2 separate regions of the Urocitellus parryii genome follow, and region 1 is linked to region 2. Evidence: chromatin contacts called from public Hi-C data. All regions are on one chromosome and are shown on one strand. The core of a region is the stretch at or near the end of the contact, and the rest is flanking DNA. Distances in the headings are between cores, read along the strand shown.

What was found. A called contact is a pair of places that touch in the nucleus more often than the background predicts.
Region 1: a contact with region 2 is called in a Hi-C map of muscle, with 3 times the contacts expected there. The contact joins the promoter of Asic5 here to the promoter of Map9 in region 2. A contact is called at or near these places in 2 of 2 Hi-C or Micro-C datasets (liver and muscle).

Annotation. Positions count from the first base shown.
Region 1 is chr10:29,643,208-29,649,602 of mUroPar1.hap1, reverse strand. It overlaps Asic5 (acid sensing ion channel subunit family member 5), which reads left to right and starts at 1,810. Exons shown (of 10, transcript XM_026384748.2): 1 at 1,810-1,849; 2 at 4,357-4,663. The coding sequence starts at 1,810.
Region 2 is chr10:29,229,663-29,235,523 of mUroPar1.hap1, reverse strand. It overlaps Map9 (microtubule associated protein 9), which reads left to right and starts at 1,640. Exons shown (of 14, transcript XM_026384734.2): 1 at 1,640-1,722; 2 at 2,551-2,700; 3 at 3,573-3,657; 4 at 4,808-5,128. The coding sequence starts at 2,626.

The sequences.
Region 1 (6,395 bases), core at 561-3,060, 410 kb before region 2:
GAGCAGCCAGGAACGCGACCTTCTCCACTCCTCCATTTTGGTCTTCTGGGGTGAACTGATTTTAAAACTAGAGACAGAAGAAGAAAAGGAAATAGTTTTGGAAAGTTCACTCTAAAGTAAAAGAGAGATGGAAAGTTATCAGATCACTGTGATTAGGAGCAAATGCTTTAATTATTTTTAAACATCATACATGAGCGGAATACGTTTGAACAAGTAAAATTAAGAAGTAGCTTGTTTTCTTTTCTTTTTTTTTTTCTAGCAAAGGATAGGCAGGAAGTGGGGAGACCTTGATGGCCTGCCTTCTTTTCTACCATTCTCACTTTTTTCCTACCTTTTGCACAAAGGAACTGTGAGAAAGTGTTGACAATTTGGGCCAAGAATAAAGAAGTGAAAAGAGTCAATGAAGTTTTAGCAAATTGCACTTCTGCCTGAGCTTTGGTAAAATGACAAAGTGTATAGGGTGCAGTTTTGGGAGGCTCTGTGGTGGTTTTCCTCCTTGGGAGCCCCAGCTGCCTCCTATCTCTTTGTTTCTGTATCTCTAGCCTGGCTGGCCCTTTATAGACTTGTCTTATTTTCTACCAGCAGTCACCAAACTTAAAGCAACTCATCATTCTTCCCTAGAAGTTCAAATGGCAGATAACCAACTGACTATGAGGCCTACTGAGTATACCAACACATAACTTCATGCATCATAAGGACTCCACCTATGCTGGGGAAAGATGGTGGGAAGAATAAAGGAAGACAGACAAAGCAAGGAAGATAAGATGGGGAGGTGAGTTGCTTGTTGTTCCTTTAAGGAGTACCTGAATTCTAAGGTTTTATGCCAAGACTTATAGCTTAAACCCAAAGGAGAAATGTTTCAAGAAGAAACTCATATATTATGAGATAGACCCCATTCCTGACTTAGAGTTGAGGAAGTCCCTCCACTTCAGCTTAGTTTTCCTGCATGTAAGGATAATTTTCAACGTATAGCACTTGGAATTATGGAATTTCCAAATATAGGTAAAATATATGCAACCATATCAATAATAGTTAGATCTTTATATTATCATGTTAATGCAACAAGCTGCAAGTACAGGTGCATGCAGTTCCTGATATGCGTCAACAGATGGCACCATTTATACACAATACTGCTCATTCTCCAGTTTATTACTTAATATAAAATTCTAAAATTCTCAAAAAAAACTCAAAATGAGTAATATGAAAAAAATTAGCATGTTTAGTCAAATTTGTATGCTCTCAGTATTCATTTCTTCCAGAGGTAATATTTCCTGATCTTTTCCCCAGCCATTGGCAACTACTTCTGTTACAAATAGCTTCATCTGATACTAAGAAAGAAATGTCAAGGGAAAGATACTTTTCCCAGAATAAACACATTTTTTCTTTCTTTTTTTTTATCCCACCGGATTTTGATTCAAAGTTGTATAAAGATAGAGATAGAGATAGAAACTGAGGAGATTTCCAGATTGGCCACTTAAGTATCTGCCTGGTTAGAAGCCACTATTAATCTAGACATTTGACAGGGATTATTCCTTTTCTTACGAGAAAATGATTTACTAATGTTAATTTTTAAAATTTTCACTCTATGATAGCTTCTCATCAGTTCAAAAAGTCCCAGAGCTGATTCAGTCAACATTTTTGGTTTGTAGATTATGTGCTTTATGAGGCACAACATAGCAACACAAATATTTAAATTGCCCCCACATTTTACAACCTCAACCTCTGTATTTTATATAAAGGCCACAAAATGAATATTGTCATAATGAAAATTTAATACACCCTGAGGACTCCTGCTTACTGAAATCACAAATGGAGCAGATGGAGAAATCAAACGGATATGCAGAGAAAGGTAGGTAAAGAGTAAAATCCTCTGAACAGTTCATTCCTAAAGGCTAGAAATAAGCAAAGGAAAAGGGTTTTTTAATTCATATAGGAAATTTGATTTTCAATATTATGTGAACATAATATAAGTAATATGAATTTTTAAAAATAAATAACAGAGTTTTACTCACTTTTTTACTCACTTTTTTATTGAGAAACTCAAATTTGTATTGAGAAACTCAAAATTAGTTTTAAAATATCATTATATGTTAGAACTCAGTTTTGTTTTTTTTCTTTTGGTCTCTATTTGTCATGTGCTGCAAGTTTCACTTTTAAATCCAGAATAATTTGTGTGATGTTCCTTAAAATGATTCTGTGGTGATCAATGTTCTATGCCAAACCTACCTGAAATACTTACACAGGACATACTTCAGTCAGGAGAGGAAGAAGTTTCTGCTTTGTGGATTGGTGTGCAATTTATCTAACCAATTCTAATCATCCTGACAGGCATACATCACCTTATTTCTTCACTATTCATCTAAAATAATAGTTTTGCAAAAACCTTTACTAAATCCCTAGTCAATAACTGAGAACATTTCAGTAAGGCTAACCCAATGGTAAAGGAGTAGATTTTTATTCAATGAGCTGATTTTTAAAAGCAAACTTGAAACTAAAAATAAAAATTAAACATTACTACAAATAAAACTTTGCCTTTCCAAGATAATGTTTACCAACAGCTATACTTTGCTTGACCAGTTACTGGTTATTAGACTACTTTTCCTTTTCTGGTAACTTTAATCCCTATAATAAGAAGAATGCAAGTTGCCTAGAGACTGAGTTGACTTTTTATCAGAATAAGTTCTTCATTATAATTAATGACTAAATATCACAAAGATCATAATTAGATTTACCTTTCTAATTAGTAATGACAACGACTTCTTTCACACTGCCAATTTTTCCATGGGACTCTGTCATATATTTTATATAGACTGCCTAATTTGATACCAAATATTATATATTTATAATATATAATATTACTATATAATATTATATAGGTATTATTACAAGATTTAAGTACAACTTCAAGCTAATGATATTAATACAAATTTTCCTGCTTAGTGCATAATATCTTTAAAATTATAATAAAATAATTTATAAGTATCCAATCACTAGACAGTTCATGTCCAAATGAAATGGGCACTATTAGAAAATGTTGATAATTAATTTTTTTATGTATATTTATATATCCAATAACTGTACAAAAAGTTTAGTTTATTAAATGCTAAGTAGAGTTTGCAACCTTTGGGAAGTAAATTATTAGTAAATAGTTGACTAAAATAATATTTTTGAAGCAAATTATACAAAAGTTAAACATGTTGTGAGCATCTTGTGACAATTAAAAATCAATTTTTACGTGAGAATTTGGGGTGGATTCCAAAACCCAGGATATTTTAGCTTTTACTGCATTACCACTAAACTAGTAGAATAAAATTATCAAATACTACTGAGTACTGATCATGGTCTAGGTAATGTGCCAGCCATCTCCAAGTATACTTTAGTTAATACAACAAAGTCATGAGGTCGATGCAATTGCTGCCATTTGATAGAAGAGACATGAGGTTAAGAAACTCAGCTGAGGTCATGCAGATTGTGAGAGGTGAGGCCTCTGTTAGAAGCCAGAACTTCCCATTGCAAAAGCCATATCATCCTCTTAATTAAATTACACTCTTCCCCCAGCCAACAGTGTCTTTTCATCTTCTACTGAAAAGCAAAAACAAATTAAACCAAAAGAAAATTCTGAATGTTACATATTGTCAAAAATATCTTAATGCAAACCTCAGTAGTCCCTTCCAACTTATGTCAATAAACAATATTTGATTAATTTTTGATAGCACTGAATGGATGAATTCACTTTCTAAAAAGATAGAAAATAGATTACATAACTAATGATGCAATTTTAATTTAAAACACTAAATAACCAAGAGAGAAATAAAATAGTTCTTTACCAAATCTTACAAAATATGGAAGTTGCAATCACCATAAATTACAACATTGTTGGACAAAGATTAATTGAAGAAGTGACTGTTTAGAGCCTCACTTATTCTCAAAATCAGAATGAGCCTGATTTTTTTTCATGACATCTAAAGGACCTTGAGATTCACCAGGGAAAAACACTATTTTAAAAATTCATCCTAATTTTTAAAAAGATTATCATTTATTGTAAGCAACCAATTCAAGATGGATTGATTTTGAGGCTGCAGGTAACAATAATGTTTTTAACATCTTTGCTTTAACATTGAGTATTCTTTGAATAGCATTAGCATATTTTCATTAGACCTGACACTTAGACTTCTTGACTTTTGAATAAATCACTCAATTAACAGGACATAGAATAATAAAAAGGAAAAAAATAATGACAAGGAATAAAAAGAATAGCTTGATCAACCACTTGTCACTTGTGTTTTTCACAGATAGCATTAAGGTTTCCTAACTCATGACTTTTTTGTTTAATTATATTTTGGACAAAATCTTAAGGACTCTTAGGAAAGATAAAGTTTTACCTTTCAAAGAAACCACTGCCATCTGCCACTGACCGAAAGAAGTTTGACCATGACTTTGCCATCTCCACTTCGTTTCACGGGGTGCATAATATTGTTCGGAACCGAAGCAGAATTCGTAAGGTGATCTGGTTGGTGGTGGTGCTGGGCTCCGTCTCACTAGTGGTGTGGCAGATCTACAGTCGCTTGATCAACTATTTCACATGGCCAACCACGACATCTATTGAGGTTCAATATGTGGAAAAAATTGAGTTCCCGTCTGTGACATTCTGTAATTTGAACAGGTAAAAATTATTTTCTTAATAATAATTGGTCGTCGTAATTTTGCTAATATAAATCTGACAGTTTCTTATGCAGTATGCCCCATATGTAAATCCAAGGAAATTCTTTATACATAAAAGCACAAGTTTAGGGAAGTAAAGAAACTTATTATCTTCTTTCACTTATTTTTCTTATTGCTTTCCTTCCTCCACAATTATATGCTAGTATGTAGCAAGCCTCACGGTTTAAAAGATGTAAAAGTCTTGATTTCTGCACTTAACAATTTTTGTCATAAAAAGGGGAATATGAATCATCGTGATGCAAAAATGATGACTGCATGATGCAATAAAGGTACACGTGAAGCTCTGAATGGACAGAGAACAGAGAGGCAGTTACTACCTGGGGTATGGGTATAAGGAGGACTAGAAGATCCTAGGTGGAGATGAGGAAGGACTGAGAGAGGTGACAGGCATGGAGATATGAAAAATTCTCTTGTACATATGATGACATAGTCAATGTAGCAGACACAGGACAAGCTGCTGTAGATTTCACAGGGCCCTGAGCTTAGAAGAGCATTACCCTTGACTTTACACTCTGCTTTCTTTCTTGAGTCCTCCACTGTAGCTCACTGCAGAAAGCTACAATTCATTGACTGCCCCAAGTCTGCTGAGAAAAGGGAAGTTTCCCCTGTGAGGCCTGCATCCCTGTAGCTGCCTGTGGTGAAACTTAAAAGATTACAAATGAGATTTTTGCCTGGGTAGGCAGAGGAGCTCCTTAAGAACCCCCACTTATCAGCTGTTTGACCATGAAGAAGTCACTTAATCTTCTTAGCTTCAGTTTTTTCAGTGTATCAAGTTACAAATCATCTGCTTTACATACTTGCCATTATAGCAGAAGAGGTGATACGTACTTCATATTGTTTTATTTGGGGGGTAATTCCAGGAGAGGTGCTCAATTTTCTAGTATGTGTTATAGCATGATTGTGTGACTTAGTATCTTGAGAACTTAAGGTGTATCAAGATGTCAAAAAGTAAATGTAGATCAATCCTCTCCCAAGAAAAAGACTTTCAGTACTCACCACCTGTTTCAAATGTGCTCTAACAAAGTTTGCCTGCAGCAACCCTTGTTTGAAGGCAAATGTAGATATCACTTCCAGAAGCACCATGTGAGGGTTCCTGATTCTTCCTAGGGAAACAACCATGACCAACTAGTGAAAACTACTTTTAAAAGCAACATTTAAAGTATTTGGAAATATTTATTCAGGAACATATGCTATCTTGGTAAAAACAGGCAGGATCTTTAGAACTGGAACCACACACCTGTTTTCTTCCCCCTTTTTATCTCAGAATGACAGAAAATACACTCCAGCTGGGTTTCACTGAGAAGACAGGGCCTCAGTTCCCCTCAGCTCCTAGCGACAGGCCACAGTGTGCCCCCTGGGAGGTTCAGGCTGCCAATATGACTCATCCAATTCAGCTTTGTAGAGAGTAAATTCCCAATTGCAACAACTTACAGTTGGGGACACTCTTCCTCTGTGTGATTCCCATATACACAGTGAGGTTATATGAGGGAGAGTAGGAGAATACTCTCCCTCACTCTCACCCAAGCCTGCTTTTGTGGAGGTCAGAAGAGGAGAGGCAAGGTCAGAAGACCACAAGTCACTCCCTGACACAGAACTTGTAAATATTTTTCCTGGAAGGAGAAGCAGGCCAAAGGTAGAGAGAACTTCAAAGCTCTCCCTAAGGGAACGGATTT
Region 2 (5,861 bases), core at 391-2,890:
TAGAAAAATAGAATGTTTTCCCAAGGACTCTTTTTATTAATATTTTTTGAGTTTTATTCCTTAAACCATGTCTAAGTGAAAACTGTATTGGTGAAATGAATAAGAAAGAAATGAAAAAGCATATACTTGTACATAATTATAATTATTTCAATACAAGCAAATTAGTATATCACTTTTAAGGAAAGTGTGGATGCTGTCCTCTCAGTGTGGGCATAGGTACCATAAGGGAATCATATTTGTCGGTTAATAATTTACATGGGTCAGAAAATTAGCAGTAACTAGTGAAAATGAAAAATCCTTCTTTTATGCAGATATTTACTCAGAAATATTTAAAAACATCAAACCTAAGCAAATGTTGATCAAACTGAGTTTCCCAAACAGTAATAAGTGGACCGACATAAACTGCACATTTCTTCAAAGGTAGATCACAAATATTGTTAAAAGCATTATTTTTTACTAAAGTTTTTACTTCTTTTTATGTGCATTTTTCAATGATTTTAAAGTCTATATGTGAATGTGATTTATTTATAAATCAATTTTGAATAAGTAAAATGTTAATGTTTTGCAGAGATAAGGAAAAATGCCAAGTTTAACTACTAGTTGATGAATTCATTAGGCAATTTAAACAAAAGTGAACTCTTTAAAAAATAAAAATATAGCATAAATAAAAATAAATTAAAAATAGCATGAAATTTATGCTATTTTAGAAATTTTAAATATGTGTTTTGGGGTTTTATTTTATTGTCTTTAGTTTAAAGTATAACCAATGCTAATTAGATAATGTTGACTTTCCCCTTAGTGACACCCTCTCCTCCAGCTTATAAGATCACTTTGTCAACTGATTAGATTTTAACCAGATTATACACTAAGTATACAAAAGGGAAGCTTTACATTAAAGCAGGAACTGAAATGGGCTCTCAGGTGTGTGCACAAGGGTTGACTTCTGTCCAGGCCTTTTGTGGCTTAGGTGCATAAAGATCATATCTAATATCGACTGAATGCAATTCCAAGCACTCTTCCAAGTATTCCATCTGTATTATTCTCTCCAATACAGCAATCCTTTAAGATGGCTATTATTATTATCTCTTTTCCTTTTCTTCTTTTTTTTTTCTTTTTTAAGGAGAAACTGAAGTATACAGTCGCTTATTTGCACAACATCCACTTGCGTAGGGAAAGGTCAATACTAAAATGTGCAGGTGACTGCGGTGTGCAAACGTCACTACTCTGCTAGTCTGTCACATCCGGTCACATTCTACTCCAACACGGATTCACAGAACTTCATGTCCTAATTCCGGCAAAACTCTGTGTGTACGTTGCCTCAGGCACAGCGGCAGATTTAGACCCTCGCTCAGCGGCAAGAGCAAGGAAGGCTCCCTGGAGCCGGGCGAATCCTGTCTCCTAGGCAACACAGCAGCGCGCAGAACCTCTCCCCCAAGACCTAGACAGGTGATGTCACTTCCTTAGTCTAGCCGGTTGCCCCCGGTGACGCGTTAGGCGGAAGGGCGGTGCTGGGTACCCAAGAGACCCGGCGTTGTAGAAGTCACTTCCTCCCGGGGACGCCGTTGCCTAGCAACTGCCTCCCGCCTACGTCTTTGGCCCCGCCTCCTTGCTTAGTCCGGGTTTCCGAGCGCTGCCAGGCCCAGACTGAGGCTAGAACCTCCTGCTCCAGGCGAGTGGCTTGGTCCTCCAGGTCTCTGGGAGCCCGCCGTGCGACTGGCGGGGGTGGGTACAGAACGCGGGACTTCGGGGTCGCGACGGATGGCGGCGGTGACAGCCTCTGGGTGTGCACAAGCCGGGCTCAAGCTGGGGGCCCTGGCGCGTGAGCAGCGGGTGGGGACCTGGAGGGCACCTGGCCCAGCCGGGAGTTAGTGTGGTACTGGGACGTGCGCTGATGCGGGTGATCCTGCGGCCCTGGTCTAGGCCTTCAGCTTGGAGCTTGAGCAACAGCGATGTTAATACAAGCATCGCGGAAACCTCGTTTTGTTTTTCCCAGCCTTGTTAACACTTTCGTGAGGGACAAAAGTGGCTTGAAAAAATATCGCTGGCTATTTGTGGTTAAGCATTAAGATTTTTTTTTTTTTTTTTTGCATAGAGCTATAATGCAAGCAATTTGTGTATAGGGCTAGTGCTTTTATAAAGTATACAATCATCTTGGTGGACTTAATAAAGCATGACTCGTTGAGAAATGCTTTGCTTTTTTGAATGGAAAAGGGGAAAAATAGGATGTTATGTATTAATTGTCAACTTTTATTTTTATTAACCAATTGCAGTCATTTATTTGCTCATCCTTAAAAATGCAAGACTATTTAAGATAACTTCCACTGACATTTGTCTTTTCTTTTTTATTTTTTAGAAAGAGATTTGTGGTGAGAATTTATTTCTTTACAAGAACTCCACATTTGTAGGTGAAGATGTAGTCAATATTCATATGATACTTTTTAAATTTGATTTGGCTATTTTTTCTTCTTGTTTAGTTTATTTTTTATGTTAAATGTAGTAATAGAAATTTTTAAGCATGCAAAAGTCTGATTTGGTTTTCATCTCTTTCAGTCACCATCAGAGGTTGAGTGAATTGCTCCAATTATTTATTAGCTATTTGATAAAGGTAACAAGAAAAGATAAAGTATGTCCGACGAAGTTTTCAGCACAACTTTGGCATACACCAAGAGTCCAAAAGTTACCAAAAGAACTACTTTTCAGGTAAAATATTTCAAGGCATTTTGTATTGATTTTGTATTATGAATGTGGAACTTCGTGGTTATAGGAAGTGGTCCTTTATAAAGCAGGAGTAAGTCTTCTGTTCTTTTTGAAGTTTTGCAGATCATTTATCATGTTTGAGCACCAGTATTACAAATCCTCCTTTGTGACTTTAAGGCCATCAAAATAACCTTAATTGTAGGTTCTTACTAAGTTAAAAGTTAAAATGCAACTTTAAATTGTTATTTTCACATAAAAAAAAACTTTTTTTTTCCTATTGTAGCACAGTACGAAGTTTTTTCTCCTGGGTCATTACAGTTTTGAACTTAACCTTTAAATTTTCACTATGGGTTATATATGTTTCTGCAGTATGCTTACATAAAGTACCAGTTTGGGGCTGGGGATATAGGTCAGTGGTAGAGTGTGTGCTTAGCGTACAGGAGGTCCTAGGTTCAATCCCCAGTACCAAATAAATAAATAAATAAATAAACAAGAAAAACTCAATAAACCCCCAAAACAAAACAAAAAAAAGTACCACATTCTTCCAAAATGGCAGTTTGTAACAAATCCTATATAAATCGAGTCCCCTCTTACCTATTACTATTTAGCTCAAATTATAATCTGCAATTAATTTGTTTGATACTGTCGTCTCCTCCAGTTTAACAGCAGGCACCAAGAGGGTGTGCCCTTGGTGATGGTGATTTGCATTGAGTCTCCTCACTCAATTGGGTGCATGGTACAATGTAGGCTTAGAGTTAATGTACGCTAAATAAATGCAACTTGTTTGAAAGAATTATTATTTGTTTACAAATTAATTGTAGATATTATATTCCATCCTATTTGAATGGGAATTGATTTTAATTATCTCATTTCAGGATGAGCTAATAAGAGCGATTACAGCTCGCTCGGCCAGACAGAGGAGTTCTGAATACTCAGATGACTTTGAGAGCGATGAGATTGGTATGTGAGAGCATGGAAAAGTAAAATATTATTCTGTATGTTGCTTCATTACATTTAACCTACTCCCCTCCTCCAAAAACAAACAAACAAAAAAGACTTGTGTTAAAATAATGCCTTTGACTTCATTAGTTTTAGATTTCCAACTTTTAATGGGTTAGAGAGCCAGTCTTAATTTTCAAGAAGTTTTTTGATTGTTCTTGATTGTTTGTGAATATATATTTTGATTATGTAAATTAACTGACACCAATAAAATGATGACTGGGGGTAAACTACATGGAAGAGGACAAGTTCTTCCTTAAAGTTAATACTAGGAGGCACAACAGCTAGTTGGTAACTGGGGTACAGAAAGCTAAATTTTAGTGTACCTCAGAAGCACTTTTATAAATGCTAGTTATATATCAGGTCTTTGGACTATAATAAGGTGTCCTTTTAAAAACGACAGACTATTCACATTGTATATATCAATACCATTTTGATATAATTTGCTGTATTTTAATTAGGTAAAAATATTAATACTTTAGGCTTCATTCAAATATTAACTCTGTACCCATACAGAATTCTGAACTTGAAATTCAGTGTTCTACTCTTTGATATATATTCAATCAATAATCAATGTTCTCTGTAAAAATAGTAAATCACTGCTATATTTTTAAGTTAGCATTCTTTATTATCTTTGTTTTAGTAAAATCTAATATTTTTGGTATGGATGCAGTTGCATTTACAACATTTATGTGGAAAACAATCTAGTTAAACTCTTTTGCTTACAAATATTCTTGATTTTATATGATGAAATGATTCACAAATGAAGATTTTACTCTCCAAAATGGAATCTGAATGTCCCAAGACTGATTGTTATTTTTTGGAATCTTTGGATGGCATTTCCCAGAGTAAGTGCAGTACTTGGCACCCTGTGGGCATTCAATAAATACTTTTTATGAAATTGAAAATTTTATTACATAAATTCAAATTCAGAACAGACTAGATAAGCTGTTTTTAAGAGCTGTAAAATAAATTTGCACTTAAACATGTTTATAAATTTACTTCAAACCCTTTCTAGACTTTAAGGTAATCTTTCTTTTAAAAAAGATTAATATGACCTTAAGAGATTTAAAATATACTATTGAAAACGTTTTTTCTTGTCTGTTTTCAGTTTCATTGGGTGATTTTTCTGATACCTCCGTAGATGAAAATTCCATTAAGAAAAAAATGAATGATTTTCATATATCAGATGATGAAGAAAATAATTCTCCAAAACTATCTTTTTTGAAAACCAAGAAATCAAACAGTGACATAACCAAAGATGGGCCAGGATTTTCTGTCAAAAACAACGAAGATGTGGCACTTGATGGTTATGAAGACATGGTGGTAAATTCCTCATCAGAATCTCAGGATAAAGATCAAGATGTTGAAAAAGAAAGAATTAAACTAAAACCTAAACCCAGAATTTTTTCGCTCAAAAGCACATCTTCAGGTAGGTTGTTAGATACTACAATTGTATTTCTTGAAAATTTATTTTAAGACAATAATTTCAAAAAATCTTTATATGGTAGGTAGTATATAGTAAGAAAAAATAAGTCATATTTAATTTACAGTTTTGTAGAAATAAGACAGTTGAACCACAGAGAAAAGTCATAATTCTGATATCCAGTTGTATATTCTGTCTTCAATCTCTTCTGGTGCCTAATAAAAAGCCAAAGCACCTATAGTTATATGTAGCTGCAGCTCCCAAAACACATATTCCCATAAGCTTAAATTTTGTTCTTAGGGATGGAAACACAATGGAATGCTTCCTTATTCACTCTATACTCTCAATACTAAAACTGTCATTTCCAGAGCTGAGTCGTTATAACTCAGTGATAGAGTACTTACCTAACATAACATGTACATAGCCCTTGTTTCAATCTCCATCACCACAATACAATCATTTCTAAACCAATATTTTGCCAGAACAGTTTTTTGGCATTGATATATTTTAAGTGTCACTGCTATTTGTTTATCAAAGTTTCCAGACACTCCTTAAGAAAACAGAATCTCCATTTGATCTTTCGATAGCATTGGAAAATTTACTAAAATTCAGTTTTCTGAAAGGAAATTCTTGGTGTGATCTGGGAATACAAGAGTTCTCCCAAGTATTCTACTGAACTCCAAGCACAGTGGATCAAAGGTGGAACAAAGCTGGAACCCGCCCCTTGAAGTCCTTTGGA